Regions from separate parts of the Mus musculus genome. Here regions 2, 3 and 4 are each linked to region 1. Evidence: chromatin contacts called from public Hi-C, HiCAR-type and HiChIP or PLAC-seq data. All regions are on one chromosome and are shown on one strand. Each heading gives the region's core, a stretch centred on a gene start, on an enhancer-like site or on the middle of the called end of the contact. The rest is flanking DNA. Distances are from core to core; before and after follow the strand shown. Region 1 holds the start of Rbms3 (RNA binding motif, single stranded interacting protein). Region 2 holds the start of Azi2 (5-azacytidine induced gene 2). Region 3 has its middle 160 kb from the start of Gm39450. Region 4 has its middle 33 kb from the start of Gm31559.

The links. A called contact is a pair of places that touch in the nucleus more often than the background predicts. HiCAR-type assays count read pairs that join an accessible place to other places. HiChIP or PLAC-seq counts read pairs in DNA pulled down with a chosen protein or histone mark.
Region 2: a HiCAR-type map of astrocytes shows a contact between it and region 1, with 3 times the contacts expected there. The contact joins the promoter of Azi2 here to the promoter of Rbms3 in region 1. A contact is called at or near these places in 3 of 39 promoter capture datasets (the 3T3-L1 cell line, cranial neural crest and hippocampal neurons), 2 of 484 Hi-C or Micro-C datasets (muscle stem cells and palatal mesenchyme), 1 of 115 datasets of contacts at active chromatin or transcription factors (astrocytes) and 1 of 9 other capture datasets (adipose tissue).
Region 3: an H3K4me3 HiChIP or PLAC-seq map of neural tube shows a contact between it and region 1, with 4 times the contacts expected there. The contact joins the enhancer-like site here to the promoter of Rbms3 in region 1. A contact is called at or near these places in 1 of 484 Hi-C or Micro-C datasets (nephron progenitors), 7 of 115 datasets of contacts at active chromatin or transcription factors (VIP interneurons, astrocytes, craniofacial prominence and 4 more) and 1 of 9 other capture datasets (liver).
Region 4: a Hi-C map of uterus shows a contact between it and region 1, with 7 times the contacts expected there. The contact joins the enhancer-like site here to the promoter of Rbms3 in region 1. A contact is called at or near these places in 13 of 484 Hi-C or Micro-C datasets (the N1E-115 cell line, adipose-derived mesenchymal stem cells, cardiomyocytes and 5 more), 7 of 115 datasets of contacts at active chromatin or transcription factors (SST interneurons, astrocytes, craniofacial prominence and 4 more) and 1 of 9 other capture datasets (embryonic stem cells).

Annotation. Positions count from the first base shown.
Region 1 is chr9:117,249,499-117,254,597 of GRCm38.p6, reverse strand. Rbms3 (RNA binding motif, single stranded interacting protein) reads left to right here and starts at 2,115. Exons shown (of 15, transcript NM_001172123.1): 1 at 2,115-2,871. The coding sequence starts at 2,797. Gm17396 (predicted gene, 17396) reads right to left here and starts at 2,065. Exons shown (of 2, transcript NR_166691.1): 1 at 1,760-2,065; 2 at 1-1,253.
Region 2 is chr9:118,036,896-118,042,386 of GRCm38.p6, reverse strand. Azi2 (5-azacytidine induced gene 2) reads right to left here and starts at 1,865. Exons shown (of 8, transcript NM_013727.4): 1 at 1,429-1,865. It overlaps Zcwpw2 (zinc finger, CW type with PWWP domain 2), which reads left to right and starts at 1,528. Exons shown (of 9, transcript NM_001378466.1): 1 at 1,528-2,168.
Region 3 is chr9:117,871,464-117,876,519 of GRCm38.p6, reverse strand. No RefSeq gene overlaps it. Among named protein-coding and RNA genes, the nearest start is that of Gm39450, 160 kb to the right of the region's middle. Within about 2 kb of position 3,584, at least 98 of the 459 cell types and tissues checked have an H3K27ac peak or open chromatin away from gene starts, as enhancers often do. A contact at or near this core is called in VIP interneurons, craniofacial prominence, embryonic forebrain and 2 more, where this site is marked.
Region 4 is chr9:116,423,514-116,428,826 of GRCm38.p6, reverse strand. No RefSeq gene overlaps it. Among named protein-coding and RNA genes, the nearest start is that of Gm31559, 33 kb to the right of the region's middle. Within about 2 kb of position 3,581, at least 7 of the 459 cell types and tissues checked have an H3K27ac peak or open chromatin away from gene starts, as enhancers often do. A contact at or near this core is called in embryonic limb bud and uterus, where this site is marked.

The sequences.
Region 1 (5,099 bases), core at 866-3,365:
GAGGCTATGGCCTGCTGTTCTGAGTTTAGAAGGTCGTGGGAGAAACCAACTTGGGGAAAACCAACTATACCTTGGGAAGTGAGGGTTTCAGGAAGACTGCTTCAGGGGGGCATGTTCATGCTGGCAGAGGATGCCTGGTGTGAGCTTGGCGATCACCAACATGACCTCTGCTCAGTGGCACTCAGAGCTGGACCATGAAGTGTGAAGAGTAGAATTTACAGTCTGATACCAAGCAGAAAGGAAGGAACAACGAGATTCCCAGATGCTTGACAAGTTCTCTAGAGAGGGAGATGTGGCCAGAAGACTTTGAGATTGGTGCCTGATTTCAGTTGCTGTCCTTCTCCATTTTATGGATGGAATAATTGAGGTCCATGAGTGAAGCTGTCTTGATATGTTTCCATCACAGGTGTCCCATACCCACTTTCCAACCCAAGTTCTGATTTTTGTCATCAAGAGATAGCTGTGTTGGTAGAGTGCTTGCCCATTGTGGGCAGGGTCCTAGGTTCCACAGCCAGTGCCCACAGGAACCTGGTTCATTCATTAATTTATGCCTTCAATACCAGTGCTGGGCGATGGAAGGCAGGAGAATCAGAAGCCAAAATCATTCCGTTTCACAGCAAGTTTTAAGAGCAGCTTGGGGTATCTGAGACCCTGTCTTTTAAAAAAGAGAAACACACACACACACACACACACACACACACACAGAGAGAGAGAGAGAGAGAGAGAGAGAGAGAGAGAGAGAGAGAGAATCGACATAAAACCCAATGTGATGTCTCCGTGTCCTTGTCTTTCTGCTGGTACCCAGACTTCAGAACTGAGCTTCCTGGAGCTAAGGAGCACAGGAGCCTAGGTTGTTACCCCATGAGTGGCAGGCGGGACTTAAAGCAGAGGTGGCATCCTGTGTATTGCAGTTTCAATTCTCCCTCCATGTGAGGAAACTGCCTTTGTACCTGGAGTCTTTTATCTGAAAGGACGGCTGGAGTGTTCGGCAGACTTGGGGGAGTGGAGAGGCACAGAGGCTGGCTGCCCACGCTCCGGGCATGCGTGAGCACTCCCAGCAAAACACAGCTGGCACAGCTAATTTTAGCCTCACCGCCGCCTTGCAGAGAAACCCTTTAAGGAGATCTATCTTCTCTGAAACAATCTGTATTATAATGTAGCAGCTGATCGACGTGTCGGAATATTATTACTGGTGGGGGGAAAAACTCTGACAAGTAATTATGAGTTTTTGTTCAATTTTTTTGTGTGCAATACTTACAGAGCCACGAAAGCATTAAGAAAGAGCAAGTAAGAGAAGGAGAGAGAGAGAGAGAGAGAGAGAGAGAGAGAGAGAGAGAGAGAGAGGTTATTTTATTCTCCAATAAGCGAATAAATGTAAAGATCACTTTGATTTCGTTTTTAAGAGATGGATAAAGCCACAACACAATTATTTGTGATAGTTAAGGCAACCCCCTTGTTGAGATGGGGCTTGGCTTCCCCACAGAGGTACCCAGCTGAGAATCCCCACTTTTTCTCCTCTCTTGAGCATCCCCCAAAACATTGGTTTCATCTTCAGGTCCTCGGTTCATCTGGCTTTTAATGTGTTAACAGATTTTGAAAAAGCCTTGAATACACTTTTCTCCCTACTTAACTAGAAAGGTTGGCATGTGTGTGTAAATACACACACACACACACACACACACACACACACACACTTCTCCTTCCCTCATGCTCCCCTCGCAGGGCAGGGTCTGTTTTGTTCATCAATGCCATGCCTCACCTCTGGGAACTTGGCGATTGAAGAGGAGAAGCAGCTTGGGAGCTTGGGAGCCCTGGTCGGAGCAGGGCAGGGAGGCTGGGCCATGCCCCACCCAGGCACTTCACAGAGAAGCTGGGGTTCGGTTCCACCCGCGGCTCGGCTGCAGACGCTGCTCACTGTGCTATTCCAGATAGCTAGCAGAGGGGTGGCAGCAGCCTCTTTCTTTCTTTTTCTTCTTCTTTTTCATCTTCTTTTTCCCCCCTTGGAGGAAATACTGCAGCCTTCTGGACTGCGTGCCCGGCTCCCTGGAGAGGCTCTCTCAGTTCCACCCACTGGCTGGAAGGAGGGGAAGTGAGTGAGAGGGGCAAGGCCAGCTGGAACACACCATGTCACTCTGGGAACCAGACAGCAGCAACTAAGCCTGCACGGGTTTCTTTTTCTTTTCTTTCTTTTTTCTTTTTTCTTTTTCTTTTTTTCCCGGTTTTTTTTCCTTTCCGTTCTTTTTCTTTTTGTCCGTTGTTTCTTTTCCTTTTTTCTTCTTTTTATTAAAATTTCCTTTTTCCGCGGTGGGAAAGAGACACGGGAGAGAACGAAAGCTGTACTGCAAGGATTCCGAGTTGTGCTAAAGGATCTATTTCTTTTTTTCTCCTCCTTCGCCTTTACAAGCGCCTGCGATTGACACCACTAGAGACAGGCTGGTCACAGAGCAAACTGCTTCATCCGGACTGGACCGGGCAGCTGGGAGGAACCAGGCAGGCAAGAACTGGGGAAGCAGTCTGGGGGTTTCCGCTACAGATCTCAACCCCCATCTGTTTTTGTTTTTGTTTTCTTTTTCTTTTTCTCTTTTCTTTTTGGTTCTTTTGTTTTGCTTTGCTTTGGTTTTTTGGGTTGTTTTAAATTCCTCACGGTGTTGGAACTAGTGAGGCTGGAGTCTGAGAAGCCTCAGCAGTCACGCAGACTGCCAGGGACAGTGGATTAAGAGAAAGAAGCTCGCTTGCCTGGGGCATCATACACCCTGTTATTCAGTTTCCTGCCTCGGAGATAAAGATCCCAGCTACATGGGCAAACGCCTGGATCAGCCACAAATGTACCCCCAGTACACGTACTACTGTCCTCAGTACCTCCAAACCAAGGTATGGCTGGACCCGCGGGCTTCAGAAGGCAGCGTGGTGCCTGGCGCTCCTCCGGAGCGTGGCAATCCGACCCTTCCCTCACCCTAGCCCCCATCCCCTCTGCCGACCTCTTTCAAATTACTAACAGTAGGAACGGAGTTAACAAGCCAGAGAAAGAAGGGAGAGGAAGCCCCGGAGTGTAGCTTTCTCTTTAAAGACAGGGGACTTTCAATGGAGTGTTCTTTTGTTATTTAGCTGCAGAAATGCCGGTGAGATGGTTGAAGTCTTTTGCAGGTGAGCAGGGATTTTTAGAAACGAGGTCCCAACAGACGTTCTCAGGGGGCGAGAATATTGTTTTAGGAGCTTTTCTAGCGAGCTGTTCTTTGTGTGTGAATCTCAAAGATTTGGGTACCCCCCTCCCTTTCCCCCTTCCTTACAGAAAACACTCTGGGGTGGGGGCCACTTAAACTTTTCATGGCCTAGTGAAAGAGGAAAGAGGAGCGCCAGGAGGCACCCACCAAAGTCTTTCAGAGTTTGTTGAGCATTTTTTTTTCTTTTTTCTTTTGGTTTGGACTGTATTTTATGTGAAGGTTGACTGAGATGCTTTGGGGGGCTAAAAGAACTAGAGGCTTAGCATCCATAGCTTTTACTTTTAGACTGGCCCCCACCCCCACCCTTCAGTTACCACTAGGAAGTCTGGGTCTGGGGGTGGGGGGAAGGCATGGGATGTAACTGATAATAATTGGACTTGAATTGGTTAAAGACTTTAGGCTTTGTGCGAGCATGTGCTTAAGTGATCATTAGGGGCCTGGAGGCAAGCCCACGAAACTGAGCAGGGGGCAGTGCCCACCCTGAACTTTTTATCCTGCAGTTAAGACATGAAAGATGTGAGGTGAGAGATCCATGCTCTAATTTGTCAATTCGATTGGGCTTGATTATTTTGGGGGGTGGGGGGTGGAGGGTACCATGCCGGATACTCTCTGATTTCGTAATGAATTAACCAGACCCCTCCATCTTCTTAGTAACTCCACATGTGAGAGCAAGCAGGGCACGGCTGAGCAGTGTACGCTGTCACTGGGTTCTCAGGGTTTGGCATAATCAGGGTTTGGTAATTCACGATAAGGTTACCTCCCATTTACTCTGTCTCATCAGACAATGCCCATTTGGACAACAGCCTCTCAGGATTGCATTAAAGGCTGGTGTTTCTTTTTCCATTTTTCCCCCTTTTCTGATTGCTCTACCCTATGCCCTACCCCTCCAAGGTCGACTCACTTTGCTTTCTGCCTTTGTGCCCACTTAGTTTGGGCAGCTGCTGCTTAAATAGACCAGCCCTCCTGCCTGGTGCCCTGAGTATTAACTCTTTGGGCAACTTGGTAGACAGCACTGGCTGCCTACTACTTTAAAGAAATGGTCAGGCGGGTTTAAAAAAGAAAAGCATACCCACGGTCCGTTTTCTCCGCAAAGAGACAAAAGCAATAAGCTCCAGGGTTGCCTGAAAAATATCAAACATTCCAAACCTTTTACTCATTTGGCTAAATTTTTCCAAATGTTTCCCCAAATCGTGCTTTGTGCTGGTTCTGGTTTTCTGGTGCCATTACAACCACAAGAGAAACTTTTGATTGAAGTTTGAGTGAAATAGTTGGGGTTTTTGTTTTGTTTTTCTCCTAGATTGCCTTTAATGTAGTATTACTAACGGAATAATGAATGCTGGGGAGAGTTAAAGATACAGGGTGCTGGGTGAGTGAGCCACTGTAGGAAAGGGAGGGATGAAGGGAAGGAGGGAGACAGGGAGGAAGAAAAAGACAGAGACAGAGACAGAGACAGAGACAGAGACAGAGACAGAGACAGAAATGGGAGTGAGGAAAGACTGCAGTAGTGATTTGACCTGTTTTGCCTGAAAGAAAACTGAGAGGTTTATCAAGTCTGTTTGGGGGCCTGTGCAGCGTTAGTGCCCCATGGACCCTGACAGCGGCTCTGGATCTTGTTACTTTGGAGCCAGCCAAAGCCATCAGTGTCTGCCACATTTTTAAGAAGTTAGCTCACTTAAGGCATCTTAAGCTGATATTTGGGTAATCAGATCAGGGCGAGGAGGGAATGGATGTGAAATCAGCTACTTGGTTTTTCATGGTAGCTCATCTTGATGGTTGCATCATAGAATATCAGTAGTTGTCATGGATTGTTTTGGTGCCTCTGGTATGACAGACATTAATGACATCCCAGGGAACTAGAGATGTGAAAGGTTGGATTCT
Region 2 (5,491 bases), core at 616-3,115, 790 kb before region 1:
TTATCTAAAATAATGTATTTCAATGCAACTAAACACCTACATAAATGCTGTTAATAATTATTTCCTGACAATAAAACAACTTCAATTCAGAATGTGGCATTAAAGTTATATTCATCCTATTCAGCTTTTTTTAAAAATCATATTATTTCCCTCAGTAAGCATGGCATGCTCTGGTACCATTACCGAAGCACTTCTGCTAGAGGCACTTATATGCTAGAAACTGTGCTCCCCCCCCCCCCCCTTTTTTTTTTCTTGAAGATGTCTCACTTTGTAGCACTGGCTAGACTGCAACTCAAGACTCCCCAGTGCTGGGATTATTAAAAAAGCATGTGCTACCACCCCCTGACTTGTTCTTAAGAATTCATTAAATCAATGTAAAAAAGCACTAAGATGGGTAAGCACTCTTCAATTTACAGATGAAGTAATTAAACATACAAATTAAGTTGTCAACTTCAGAGCCAGCCTAGCTCTTAGAAATTATAACTGGGTGCCTTGGAGGGTAAGCAAGCCCTGGACTTCAGAAAAGGGGGAAGGAGAAAGTCAGAGTAAGCAGCCTTCTCCTCAAGAGAGGAAGTGGAAAACTCGATGCTTACACATCTGGGCTATCCATCTAATCCACTGGCATTCCCACGACAGCAAGCTGCCTTTTAGACATCAATGAATCTCTCGCATTTACATGAAAACGTCCATTTACAAACCTAGAGCATTCAACACTCTGTAGCCATTCAGCGAATAATTCCAATTGTTTTCCATTTAAGACGATGGAGTGATCACTACAGACAGGGTAAGGAGAACATTTTTTGAGAACTAGAAATGAAACTGTTTTAAGATTTTGTTCAATCCAACTTAAAATTCAAACGGGGGTGGGGTGGCTCTTCTGTACTTAAGGATTAGAGGTCAATTTCAGTCTCAGTATGTCAATGTTTTTGATCATCACATGGTATTTCTGATTTCTAGTAGCTTCCATGGGTATTTTATCTCTCTTTCTGAGTATTCCGAGTTCCTTGCGAGGAGGACCACTGTTAGCCTGCCTTGCAACCCAGCCGGAAAACGGGACTGAAACATGCAAGTTAGACTGATGGTCACTCCCAGACGCCACCGGCACTACCCACGTCCCTCTTTCCCTCTCCGATATAAATGCCACCCCAGTGCAGGAAATAAAACTGAAAGCGTTCCCAGCGAGTCAAGAGCACGGACCGAACTTGAGCAATCCCCGAGCGGGAAGGCAAAAAAAAAAAAAAAAAAAAAAAAAAAAAGCCCGTGGAAGCGGGGCTGTGGGATGGCAGGGACCAGGGATGCTAGACTGGGCCGCTCTGAACAGCAGAAGGGCGCCGGGGACAGAAAGCGAAGTGCGTCTGGCCAGGCGACAGCCACCAGGCCCCTCCTGGCTGTCTCCACCGTCCGGGCGAGCGCGAGCGATCCACTCACCCTGAACCCTGGCTACGTAGGGCGGTCCCCAAGGCCACCGGGTTTCGCTTCCCCAGTGTTTGGAAGCCGGCTGAAAACAAACCGGGTCGCCAGGGGTCACCACGGGCTTCCGGTTTCCTCGAAGACGCCACCGCTTCCCCCGTCAAGGTGGCCGTCACAGGTGCACCGAGGGAGTCCCATGTCTTCCGCCGCGGCTCCCGCAGTCAGGGGCCCTGGAGGTCACAGAGGAACCGAGCAGGGGCGGCCCGGGGCCGCCGGAACAGGCCCGTTACCCAGCAGCACGCGCGTCAACTCCGGGGTCGCCGGCGCCCGCTGCCCCGCTCAGGGGCGGCGAGGCCTAGAGGGTTCTAGAAGGGTCTACGAACGCCCCGCCGCCCACAAAGGTGTCGCCGCTGCGCACAGGCTGGGTGCCAGCGCAGCGCGACGAAACCGGAAGCCGGACCTGAAGACTATATAGGGTGCCGCTAAGTGGCGCTCTAGCGGGGCGGGGCGTACTACAGGTCCCATGAGCCTCTGCGGTAGGGCAGAGGCGCACTACGAGTCCCGTGAGCCTCCGCGGCGGGGCGTACGTACTACCAGTCCCAGTGGTCCCCGCGGCGGGTGAGGTGTCGCGCCCAGCCGCGGGGAGGCGGAGTGGAGCTGAGACAGCGTCGCAGGCTGGCTGCTGTTGGGCTGAGGCGCGCGTTCAGGGCGCCCTCTAGCGCGTCCTTTCCACTCAGCGGCAACTGGGATTCCGTGAGGTGGGTCCGTGCTGCTCAGCTCAGAGGCGCCTGTCACCGTGGTGCTAACCCGAGAGCTGATGCGTGTCTGGGGCCCCTGGAATCCACGCAGGCCCCGTGTTTCGGGTCGCGTGGCGGTCTCCTTGGGTATCTTTTGAAGCAAGGTCGCTCACTGACTTCATGGGGGTTCCGGGATGCTCTTCTGTGTAGCAGGAGAAAAGGAGCCCATGGCCAACTCTTGACTTGTTCTGGCTCTTAGAGTTGTCTCCTCTCTCGGTTATTTCTAGGTGATAATCCTCCGGGTTTGTTTGTTTGTTTGTTTGTTTGTTTTTTGAGGCAGAGTCTTATGCATCCCAGAATGGCCACAAACACACTTGTTTCCACCACCGGGTGAAGAATTTTAGTCATCTATAATTCTCTCTGTCTGTAGTTTGTTAAATCTTCATATTTTTGTACGTTTGTTTTTTAATTTTAAATTTGCGGCAGGGCCTCAAGTAGCCCAGGCTACCCTCAAAGTCTTGAATTTTTTTTTCTCTGACCTCCTGCTTCTGACTCCAAGGTTTTGGGTTTATACATTACCAAGCAATGCGGTGCTGGAGGTTGAACCCGAAGCCTTGTGCATGCTAGAACATTGAACTGTATGGTGAGGCATAGACAAATTAATTGCAATCTTAGGGGGTCACAGACAGAAAAAGGAGCACAAGTTCTAGATTATTTCTGGTTAAGTAATGTGAGAGTCATAGTTATAGTTAATATTTATTTATTGACAACTAAGAACGCTCATGTTTCTTGGCACTATATTATTTTGTCAACTGAAAACTTAAATTCTGTCAGTGTTCTGTGGAAGGTTTTTGAGTATATAGTTTTTGCCTATGGGTAGATAATTTTTTCACTGGAGTATATTTGGTTTTGAACAATCAAAAAATATGGACCTTGATATAAGTTACGACTATGGCTCAGCTCTCTTAGGGGCAAATATTTATTTTTAGGGTTAGTACAGGTATTATTTTGATAATACCTTGTTTGAGCAATGAAAACCTTTTTGTTTTTCATTGTTTTTAATGTGTGTTATGCTTTGCTGGCATGTGTGTGTGTGTGTGTGTGTGTGTGTGCATGTGCATGTGCATGCAGTGCCCATGACAGCCAGAAGAGTTGTATTCCCTGGATCAAGAGTTGACAGAAGTTTTGAGCCTCCATGTAGGTGGTGAGAATTGAACCTAGGTCCTTTAGAAGAGCAGGCAGTGCCCTTAACCACTGAGCCTCTCTCTAGCCCAACTTTATTTTTTTAAAGTGTGGTATCTGAAGAATACTGTAGTGAAACAATAACAACATATTTTTAGAGGAATAAAGTTTTAAGTGAGTTTGTAGATTTAAATTGTATACTGAAATTTCACCATACCACTCTATAAATCATTTTTCTGTAGTTTATTCTATGTTGTAAGTACTGTATCCTTAACATAATTAAAGTGTCAGAATTGCTGAGTTGTAATAGCAGAGTTTTTTCATGTTAATACCATCTTCAATGGCATTTAATTAGCGTTGTTTTAGAGGCATTTTCTCTACATGTCATGTGTACAGGCTAAGTTCTTTAGGGAGGGGATGGGTTTTTTTTGTTTGTTTGTTTGTTCTTTTTTCTTTCTTTCTTTCTTTCTTCTTCTTCTTCTTCTTCTTCTTCTTCTTCTTCTTCTTCTTCTTCTTCTTCTTCCTCTTCCTCTTCCTCTTCCTCTTCCTCCTCTTCTTCCTCCTCCTCCTCCTCCTGTTCTTCTTCTTCTTCTTTTTTGTTTTTTTTTTTGAGACATGGTTTCTCTGTGTAGCCCTGGCTGTCCTGGAACTCACTCTGTAGACCAGGCTGACCTCGAACTCAGAAATCCACCTGCCTCTGCCTCCCAAGTGCTGAGATTAAAGGTGTGCGCCACCACTGCCTGGCAGGAAGTGGATGTTTTTAATAAAAAAATATCTACTACTAAAACAGTTTTAAAATACTGCCAAAAGTAGAAAACTTGGTACATAACAAAACTTGATGTATAAGTTAGCTTTATCATTGCTATAGCAAAAACCAAACCAAACCAAACCAAAAACCTTGACAAAAGTAATTTAAGGAATGAAGAGTTTATTTTGGCTCAGGGTACAGTGGGTGAAGGTGGGAAAAGGCTTGGAGATAGGTGTCTGACCGCAGGTGTCTGATTACAGGAGTCTATAGCCAGGAGGGAGACAGTAGAATGCTGATTTTTGCTCCCAGTTGGGGGAAATAGCAAAAAAGTAACCTGCCAGCTTCTGCAGAGCCATTTTCAGACAGAGGCCCCCTGAGTTCCTCTCACTTCCATGCATCGTCCCACACACCCCACAATCAGCCATCTCAACACGTAATTACCCGGCAGAATCAAGACTCTTAAGCTTATAGTTAGTCAATTAGATTTATATATTAATAACATCACATTTTACAAGATGTCAGTACAATAATTTTAGAGCCAATTGATAATGATAAAACTTTAACCCAGTTATTCTAACCTTTTGATAACACCATACCTGCCTCCATTCTGGCTCTTCTTATTCCCATCCTGTTCCCCACCCACCCACCCCCCAGCTCCTAGCTCTGCCTCTCTTTTCCTGTCCAACCATAGGCCTGGCACTGCCTTAATGTGATTGGACAGAGAAAATCCTGCAACAGCTCCCTTTGCCATTTTGATTCAGTCTGCTTCCCCAGGTGTCAGCGGTGCTGCCCACATTTAGGATGAGTCTTCCCTTACTGTTTAACCCAGTCTGGAGACTCCCTCATGGACCTGCCCAGAGGTTTGTTTCCAGGGTAATTTTAAATTTCATTAGATTGGCAATCTAGAGTAACCAACTTGACAATCGTATCACTTTAAAATCATAACATCCCATTTCTGCCCCCTAGTGTTTCATTTCCATCTCACAATGAAAAATATACTGATTTTACCCTCCAAGGTCTCCATAGTTGCTAACAGTTCCAACATCATTCAGAAATGTAAGTTGTACCTACCCTCATTTACATAAAATACACATTACATCCAGCATACAATGGCACAGAATAAATAGTCTCATTCCAAAAGATGGGAATGGGGCATAATAAGAACAGGTCACACCCAAGTGAGAACCAAGCCCAGCAGGGTGAACAGCAAACCTTTCAGCTCCATGTGTAATATCTGGGTCTTGTGATGGAATCCTTTATATTTCAAGGGGCTTAAGTATTCCCACTCAGCTCTGCTGCCTGTAGCAATATAGCCTCTCTCTTGGGCATCTGCACGCTGTCCTGTCAGCTTTCCTGAGAAGACCACCTTTCTGACAATTATACAACCTTGGGCCTCCATTGCAATCTCAAGTTC
Region 3 (5,056 bases), core at 2,335-4,834, 620 kb before region 1:
CCCAAATAACTACAGGGGCAAGGGAAAGAAAATAATATTTGCATAGAACAATAGGAGCCTTTAAAAGCACATGCCTAAATTTAGAACAAATTTAGTTGCAGTATTTTATCTTTCTTTCTTATTTAATCTTCATCCGAGCCTTGAAAAAAGTTCACAAACACATTTTGGAAGTAACAAGCATGGAAGAATATTAACTTAACAGTTCACCCGGCTCCTGTCTGAACTGACATGTGATTTGTATTTCTGCAGTACAGAAGGAAAAATCTGTCAAATTCAAAAGTTCCTCGCACACCACGGTTGAATCCCACCCTGTTCTCTAATGACACCAAGCGCCTTGCAGAGAAATCAAGTGGCGACAACTTGTGTTTACTTCCTCGGGAACCAAGGTCCTCAGATCTGCATTCAGGGAGACACTCCGTCCTCTCCCTGCTCCTGCCTCAACAGACAGGGCCGAGTGCTGTGTGATTGTCTAAGCACGTTACACAGATAATCTAATTTACTTTAATAAAACCCCTGTAAGAACTCTTGGTTTATTAGTGGGTGCTGGAGAGGAAGTGGGGGCAAAGAATACCCTCAGAGGAACACAGCTCTGCTTTCTTAATTTCTTTTTTAAAAGTTTGCAATAAATATTTTGGAAGTGGGGGACAGGTATGCCACAGCAAATGTTGGGGTGTCAGAGGACAGGTCTCTGGGGGTCTTTTCCACCACACTTTGGGGACCAGGTGTGCATTACTGGGATTGGCAGTGGGAGCGTTTACTCACAGAGCCTTTGTGCAGGCCTCAGCCTCACTATCTGGGCACATTCATACCAACACTCGGGGTCATGACGTCATTTAAAAGTCGAGTGCATCAGGATAAGCAAGCTCGTTGTGTCATCTGATGAGTTCTCAGTATGGAAAATAAACGTGAAATGGAGCTTTTAGAAATAACGAGAATAAAAACCGAGCAATGGAGATTTGGCAAAGCCATCCTCCAGACTCTCTGCCTTCTAGGAGCCTGTCCCGGTGTAACTTAGCCGTCGGACTTACGTGCCCTTGTGCGAGAAAGTTGCGTCAGGCACGGCAGAACAGCCGGGTGGGCAGTGCAGCTTCCCAGTTCCGTCAGGCACACATGATGTCGTCTACACTGTGTGCTGAGGGAAAGGCCACTCTACTAGAAAACACATGGGCATTTCATCTATCTTCTGATGAATAGGGGGCATTTTAGAACTCCAAACCAAGAACAAATGTCTAATGTTTTTAAACAGGTTCTTCAAAACTTCCTTCTCCTCACCGCTATTCCAGGGTCGCTCTCAGATGTGCAAAGTTGCTGATGCAGGTCCCACAACATACGCCCTAAGCTACTCTCAGACCAAGTAGTAACCAGTCGTCACTCTGCTTACTCAGAGATGGGTCGGAGTGACTCGGCCTGACTTAGGACCCTGTTTATCTGTTTCCCTGGGAATGTGAGCTTTCTAGGGACCTTTAGCTAAGTTTTCATTGTAACCCACCTTTCATGTCCAGAGATCACCAGATCCCTGAAGTGGGAGCTCACAGACTCTTTCCATAGTGCCAGTGTCCCTGAGCCCAGAGCTGTCCTTCCAGCAGCCCCTGCATAGGCAGCCGGCTGGACAGAGCACCCCCACACTACCATTGACACTGTCCAGTCTCTGTAAGAACACTGGAACAGTTGGGCTGTGCATTGATGTTAACTAGGGATGCTACAAAAGACACCATTCCCCCTTTAGGGGACCTTCTTCCAGGTAGAACCTCCAGTCTGCCTCTAACAACCTACAGGAGGGCAGGAAGACACCAACTTCAACACAAGCCTGGGTGAACTCTCGATGACCCTGCTTACCTGTAGCTGTTCTGATTGGAGGCAGGGAGAGGACTTCCTTGGTCATCTCTACAGAATGTCTGTGATTCGGAGGCTAGGGTTGGTGCCAGTTACAGTTTGGCCTTTATCTGCTACAGCCTTGCCACACCCCCTTTCTGGCTTTGTATTGAGCTGAGCTTGGAGCTGCTAACCCACTCTGGTGTTACAGATTTGACCCAGTAAAAGGTTTCTGCCAAGGGCTCTTTCTCACCCACCTGTGATCTTTATCATGATTGGAAGTGAGTCTTGTCAGTAGCTTCCAGAGGAGACAGCAATAGTCAGGGGCAGCCTGTCCTCCTCTGTTACAAGGCAGCTGCTGAGTTTGGCGTGAGAGAAGCAGAGAGGACGGTGGGTAGCCACATGCAGAGACCTCCAGAGAGCTGAAGACAGGGATGTGGCCACTTGCTGGAACAGCTCCAGGAGCTTCCGCTCTCTGAAGGCAAGGGTCTGGAATCTACTCTGGAGTCTTACCCCTAGCTGCAGGTGCTCCCAGACCCTTCCCACACCCAAGGTGGGTGAGCTCCAACATGCCAAGGGTAAATACTCGATGCCCAGGGTCAATCCACTGGAATGAAAGCCCAGGGAAGCAGGCCTCCCCACCTGAGCACCTCCAGTTCTTAGGACTTGGAAATAGAAGCCAAGTCTATTGGCTCAACCTATGAGTTTTTGGCACTTCGGGGCTCAGAACCACTGACACTATCCCAGCAACTCTTAAGTTCTATGTGAACAGCACCGAATTGATAAGCCTGACTGACAGGGAGTCCAATTTAAGACTGTCCAGGTGCATTCTTGCCAACTCTGTATTTACAGAGCACTTCACTGCCTGCCCCTAACTCACCTCTTATAAAATATGCCCAGCTTGCTTGAGAGAACTGGCCACTTGGGAGAGCAGGCGCCCAGCTGGCGCCCGCCCACCCCAGGGCACATTGCAGTAAAAGCCTGGCAGCTATATACACCCCACTTCCCTTCCTCCTTCATTGACCCTCCAAGGCAAACCTTGGTGCCAAACTCAGCACTACGAGACTGGTCAGGATGAGCCCCATCCCTGCCCAGTTTTAACCTGTGATGTGCCCAAGACAAGGACGGTCTTGTAAGGTCTGTTTCCTGCCTGGAATTTGATCCCGGCTGCTTCTGTGCTCTAGGTCTCTAGTAGAGGGCTGCGCTCCTGTCCAGAGCCATCAGCATCAGGGCAGACACGGGATACTGGACTCTGGGAGACACATGCAGGCACTCAGGGAGACACTCTTGGTGGCTAGAGGAGGGCGAACCAGGGTCAGGAGGCGGTAGTTACCTGGGATTGGAGTGGTCCCTTCAGCCACCAGCCCTCTCCTTACCCCTTTCCTAGTGTTCCCTGATATCCTTGTGCATAGGTTGGAACACCCTCCTTTCTTTGGTTCCTCTGCGCTGGGAAGGGGGCGACAGATAGGGTTGCTGCTTGGTCAGCGGGCTGGGGGTGTGAGATCTCTCTCACACCTGACATTCCCTATCCCTGTCAGTGCTGCCAGGCAAACCCGGCCCATCTGGTTTGTTCTTCCAGTAACTTTGTTCAAAAGGTTGGAAGGGAGGTGAAACACCCAAGGGGGTGGGGCGGGAGACGCCGGCTGATCGAGGATCTCGGATCTGGGATCGAGGATAAGGAGAACAAGTCCCTGGGGCTGTCCCCAGGGCTGGTTGGGGCGCGCGGCTGGGAGGCGCCCTGCCACCGCCAGGATGCGCTCCGTGTAGCGGGACTGCCGGGGGGCGCCTGAAGGCCAGCGCTCCAAGGACACGCGGCCACCCGCTCCTCACGGGCTCCCGGGCCCAGACGCCCCGCAGCGCCGGAGCCGAGCCGCGGGGAGTGCGGGCGAAGGGTGGCAGGAGGGAGGGCGCGCGCGAGGCGGCCCCTCCTCGGCGAGCCATGCGTGCCACGGGCCGCTGAGGAGCCGCCGGGCGCCGCTGCCAAGTCTCCGCTCCGCTTTTGTCTTGCCCTCCAGTGAATGGGAAGATGGAGATGGATGTGGAGGGAGTTTCTCCGCGCCCGGAGCCCATCCCCCGCTCCCAGGGGGCTGGCGGAGCCTGCCAGGCGCCGCCACAACCGCCCCAGCCCCAGCCGCAGCCCCAGCAGCAGCTGGCTCAGGATGAAGTGCCCGGCGAGAGTGCGGGTGCTGAGGACAGCGACGATCCGGAGGCGAGACCCAATGGCGAGAGGGGGGAGAGCAAGGTAAGGTCCGCGGTGTGGCCGCCGTGACATCTTTTGAACCAGACGGAGGAGGACTAGTAGTGGCCGTCTCTTTAACCCCTCCGTTCCCAACCCCCTTACCTCGTTTGTGTGGGGGGTGGGGTGGCAGATTGGAGAAGGCGTGGGATTTAAAGGAATCCACGCCGGTAGTGAGTTTCTCAACTGGAAGGCGTGTGCAGAAAGAAGTCTGCTCTGGTTTCGGTGTTCAGTGATGTGTGCAGGGGAAGTCGTGGTACACGCGATGCGAGGAGGCTGAGGGCAGGGCTGAAGCCGCGGGCGGGGCAGTGCTGAGACTCGCCTTTAGATGCTGTGGGTCTAAGGGAAGGGTGCCTTAAGACCTGGCAAGTGGCTTCCTAGACTCTTGGAGGGGAGGTGACATGCACCTACTGATGGGAGCAAAGTTTGGCTTGTTTCAGATTGGACAGCCTTGCTTCCCGGAGCTCGAGGCTGGAGGTGGTCCTTCTCAGCGGGCACCCTCCTCTCTAGGAGGGCAGGGACCCAGTGCCTGGCGGCAGATGAACCCTGGGAGTCCTTTGCAGCCCTGCTGTGTCATTGTAGACCAGGGGAGACCTGCGCCTGACTGTGTGGAGTTCTTTAGGTAATTGAATTCGAGTAAGAAATGGTTGAGATGTCATTCTCTGGTGCTGATGTTTCCTCTGCTGAGAAAATTGTACAGTAGGGGAAATGGCACTGAAGACGATGCTTCGGCAGTATCCAGAGAGTTCTGTGTCTGAGCTTCTGCCTCTGCCCACGCTCCTGAGTTGAGTTCGGTGAAAGCTAGTTGTTTAGTTCCATAGGTATCAAGCGCGCACGTGTTTGTTAAAGCATTTTGAAAGCAACTGATAATATTGGGGGAAAGTTGGTTCAGCAAATCAGAATATTGGAACCCAAGAAGAGTCAATGTACTTTATTCCCACGTTGTCTCAAGGAAGCGTCCAGGCAGACAGGCACTTCTGTTAGGTGGAAGCAGCCACATCTTCCGTA
Region 4 (5,313 bases), core at 2,332-4,831, 830 kb after region 1:
TCGTAGGCAATATAAACATTTACAATACACACCTGTGCGATACTTTCCCGGAGTGCACAGAACCAGGGCAAAGGGAAGTGAGACTGCTCTGATTTTTCACTCCTCCATTCAGGAACAAAGGGAGAGATTCTCTGAGGGGCAGCAAAAGTAGGGGATCATATTGCAAGCGTCTGCCTTGCCAGGCTCCCCCATCTTTGAAGCTGGACAGACTCTCCTCTCGGGTTGCAGAGGCCCAGATGTCTGATTTTGAAAGGAGGCTTTGTGTTGCCATAATGAGGCTACACACTGTAGGCTTTTTATTTAACATGTGATGCAGTTCCCCATCAAATCACAGTAGATTTACCCAAAAGGGAATACATTAACAAGATGATCCATCGAAAGGGGCCAGGCTTTAGTGTAAGACACCCGAGCTTAGCACTTTAAAATATCATCTCCTTCTACAGTCTCAGGCCCTCCATCCTCCCACCCTACCCCCCACCGAGGCATGTGCACACACATAGGCACACATATACACTGACACCAACACAAATACCACCAAAAATAAGACCCTAGCAAGGAATCAGACAAATTTGAGGATGGGACTTGGTCCTACCATCTGCAGTGGTCTGAGTCACTTGCAGGGATGTGCTGGCTCCTTATAAGTTGTGACCTTGGACAACTAATTTCACCAGTATGAATCTCAGAGTTTATCAGCAGAAAACAAACTTCAAACTCTGGAGAGGTCAGAGGTGTAGCTCAGCAAGGACTTGCCCTACTGTGTGCAAGGATGGATTTCAGCTCTCCAACACCTCTCACAAGCAAACAAACCCAGTCCGGTCATCCAGATTGTAGTAAGAAATTGAAAAAAAAATCGATGATTTAACGCATTAGCTATTATTGATTAAAGTTTAGCAGATAATAAATTCTCTATTAGAGCATTCAATTTCTCTTTTCTCCTTTTTGGGGGGATTTGGGGTAGGAGTAGATTTTATGAACTGTGTGCAGCCAGTGGTGACCTTGAACTTGTGCCTCTCCCTCCAAGCACTGAATTGTGCACAACTGCCCAGTTTTCTATTGTTAAAGGATTCCCTAAATCGCTTTTTCTGGAAGGAAGATAATGACTGAAGAGCCACTCCCTCCTGGTCTTCAGCTGGCTCAGCCTTCTCGAGCAGCTGCGGAAGACATTCCCACCAAGAGCAATTTAGAAACCAGACCAAGTGAAGATGGTCTTTGTGCATCTGGACAAGTTGCAGTCTCTGAAGAAGTCCTTTCAGAAGTCAGGGCCACAGGAATGTGTAAAACTGCTCCCTCCTCTGTGACCAACAGGAAGAAACAGCATTGGCCTCCCTTCCCCCACTACAGCTCAGCCTATCCCTCCGTTCTTCTGTGGGCTGAAGCCTTAAACAGCCGCCTCTTCAAAGGCTGTTCTTGAACAAAGAAACTCTAGAGGAGTTCTCTGTAGTGTGACTTGTCCAGGAAGTAAAGGGTGTGTCGGAAGAAGGTGTTTCTCCAGCGGGAGAGATGATAGCTCTGTCAGGAAAGCATTTGCCTTGCAAGCAGGAGGACCCGAGTTCAATCTTCACACCCCACATAAAAATGGCTGTTCATGGTGGCACTCGCTCATAATCCCAGGGCTGACGAGGCATAGACAAGCAGATCTCTGAGCTAAGTTTGAGCCAGACCTCTAGGATTTAGGACCTACTACTCAACAGTCTTGGCATTGCCCATTGCTGGATCTTGGTTTCTCCTTTTACAACAACGGCAGCTTGCTTGCGTTCAACTATAGTTAAGAATACTATCAAATAGGACCGTTCGTCTCTGATTACGAACCGCAGTTCTGCAGGCTGGTGAAGTGGCTCACCAGATACAATACTTGCTTAACATATCAGAAGCCCTGGATTTGAGCTCCAGAACCACTTAGAACCCGGCACGGTGTTGCATGCCTTTAATCCTAGCACTTGGGAACTGGGGTCTGGAGGATCGGGCATATACGGTTATTCTGGGCTGGGTAGCAAGTTCAAGCTCAGCACTGCAGATCTGGCCGGTGAACAGTGAGACTCAAATGGTTGCAACGTCTGTAACATCCTTCCTGGTTTTCATCACGACATCTGTAAATCATGCTATATAATCCCAGGCTGGAACGTTGACTTTTAGTTCTACGCGTTGCCCCTTTCCTATATATTTAAACAGCTGTAAGTGTCAAACTTTTCGGGTAGTCCTTTCTCTAGCACAGGACTCTGGGCAAGCAGTAAGAAGTGCTATAAATCCTTGGGGTTTATATTTATTGGAAGCCTTTTAGGCTATTCCAGGAGACCCTGTGATTTCCTGTGGAGGACAGGTGGATTTTCTGTTTCTATACAAAACCAGAGGCGCCTCGTAATTACGTTGACACGGACCTGCAGCGCCACCTGTTGGCCGATGTCTTGACAATCACCACTCGGCACAAAATTATCAGGGGAATAAAATTTTTATTTCCAAAGAAGCAGCCAAAGTGGGAAGATGCTGGAAGGCCACAGTTAAATGTCTCTTTCTTGTACCGGAGAAAGAGACTCTTGCCTCTCTGAAATTTTTGGAGCTTCTTAATTCTAGTTGGGCAAGAAGCAACAGTTGTCTACTTAAATGATAGGGTGATCTTACCGGGGCTATTTAAACATTTAAAGTTTACATATTTCAATTTATAGCATTTTAGAAGTAGAGATGAAAGTAAGGATCCGTTTCTGTTGATTTTTAAGCAGTTGTTCTGATGCTGTCCTTGCTGGCTTTTCTGCTGTTGTCAAAAACACCGGGACCGGAAACAATCTGGGGATGAAATGGTTTATTTCATCTTCTGCTTTCAGTCTTTGTCTGTCACTGAGGGAAGTCAAGGCAGGAGCTAGAGGCAGGAACTGAAGCAGAGACCATGGAGGAGCGCTCCCTGGCAGGCCTCCCCTATGCTTAGCTATCTTTCTTATACAGGCCAGGTCTACCTGCCTAGGAGTCCTGTACCCACGCTCAGCTGGGACCGCTTGCATCAAGTACTAAGTGATTTTGTTGTTGTTGTTTTGTTTTGTTTTTGTTTTTGATTTTCGAGACAGAGTTTCTCTGTGTAGCTCTGGCTGTCCTGGAACTCACTTTGTAGACCAGGCTGACCTTGAACTCAGAAATCCGCCTGCCTCTGCCTCCCAAGTGCTGGGATTAAAGGCGTGTGCCACCACAAGTACTAAGTGATAAAAGGCGCTGTAGACAGACTCACGTGATGGAAGAAATTCCCCAGTCGAGATTCTCTCTTCCCAGACACATCTATGTCTAGCTTTATGTGGCGCTGTGTGACCTATGCTCACAAATGCTGTCAAAGACCACAGTTTTGCTGGCCCTTCCTCTCCTGTCACAGAAGTTTGTTCGTTTCTCCTCTGCTGAGCTTCTTGTTTCGGGTTTGGATTTTTTAGGTTTTGGTTTTGCTTTTTTGTTTCTAGGTTTTTGTTGTTGTTGTTGTTGCTTTTGTTGTTTTGCTTTTTGTTTGTTTTGTGTTTTGGTCATGTGGAAACATTCTCTTGAGAACTGTGATTCGGGAAGAGCTCTGACTCATGCCTGGGAGTCTCTAAAGAGGCAAATTGCTCACTTGGAAGAACAAGGAGCCAATGAGGACCTGCCTCTCAGGCCGCCTCTCGGCTGCTTCTCTACCCTGGCCTCATCCTTTACAAAGGGATATAAAGTTAATTCAGATGAGCTCTGAGAAGACAGTCAATGGCCGTTCTCCTCAGTGATGAGAGCGCAGGGGTCTGAGCGCCCATAAAGACCATAGACAGAAGTCAGGGAACGCGCAGGGATGGTTCCACTGATTAATGAGAGTCCCAAATTCAAAGACAGACATATGCTTCTCCTTTAAAAAATGATAAATGAACATTCAAGGCCACCTTGGATTATACAAACAATTAAACAAACTCCAAACTGCAAGAAGGAGTTGATACTGTGAGTGTACAGAGACTCTCCAGTCTGCCTCCCCATTCTATCTGTGCCTACCTAGAAGGTTCCTCAGGGATGTGTGGTCCTCCCTCCCTCCCTTCCCTCCCTCCCTGCCTCCTTCCCTCCATCCCTCCCTCCCTCCCTCTCCTTCAGCACAACCCCCCCCCTCACTTCCCCATTATCTCAGCACATTGCATTTGCAAGTGGCCCCTACTCACTTGCTTCCTTGAGAATCCAGTTTTGTATACGGCCACTGGCATTTTAGAAATACAGATCCTGTCATTTCTCTGCTTAAAGCCACCAAGAAGGAACAAAACTCAACCTTCTTAGCACAGCATATCAAACTTTCCAGTTTGGCTCAGATTTCCTGCCCAGGTTTCTCTTCTGGCTCTGGCTCCACCACTCCAGGGCTAGGCGCTCTCTGACACGCACTGGTTGTCTTTGAGCGCTCTGTCTATATTTAAAGTCTGTTTCTGCAGCTGGCTGTGTCCTCCACTCCCATCTCTGGGTAAATTCTCCTTGACCCTTCAAGGTGCATTCCCGCTATCTCTGCTCCTCAGGAGCCTTCCCCAGAGCTAGCCTACAGGATGTGATTGCCCCTTGTTATCGCCTGTACATATTATACCATGAAATTCATTGTGTTATACCACTGGCTGATGAATCTTCCTCAATAGATCATGGGCTCTCTAACGTAAAAATCTCTGATAGATCCTGCTAAGGGCTTTAATTATCATGCGTTGTTCTAGAATAGTCACTGAAAATTAAACAAGAAACTGTCACTGTGCTAAAGACTAGAGATGCAAAAATTAGCCACAAAATGATTCCCACGGTCCCGTCAATCAAGGTCTAAAATGCTTGCGAACAGAGATGTGTGCTGTGTGTTCTACAAAGGCTAAATCCCACTGCAGTGCAGCAACTTCGACTGGAGAGGAACAGAATCAGCAATGAAATGCTGTATGGAATATGTGATACTTTAGGTTTCTTTCCACGTAATTATTTTATTTTATTAACACATGGTCTCAAGTAGCCCAGGCAGGCCCTGGGCTCACTATATAACTGAGGGTGGCCTTGAACTCCTGATCCTCCTGCTTCCATCTTCCAAGGGCTGGGATTATAGAACTACGTTATCCCAATGACTCAACATCTTAGTGTTTACTTAAATATATAACAGCTGTATACGTCTTTACCATCTTAAATTATGGAGTGTTTTAAATTGTATTTATCTGGTGAGGAGACACGCATGTGGAGATCCGAAGGCAATTGCTGGTTGGTTGTTTCCTTCTTCTGGGTGAGCTCCAGGGATGGAATCCAGGCCCCCAGACTGCTCTGCAAGCTCCCTTACACGCTGAGCCTCGCAGGCTCCTTTTGTTGTGTTTCTGCACTTGACGACAG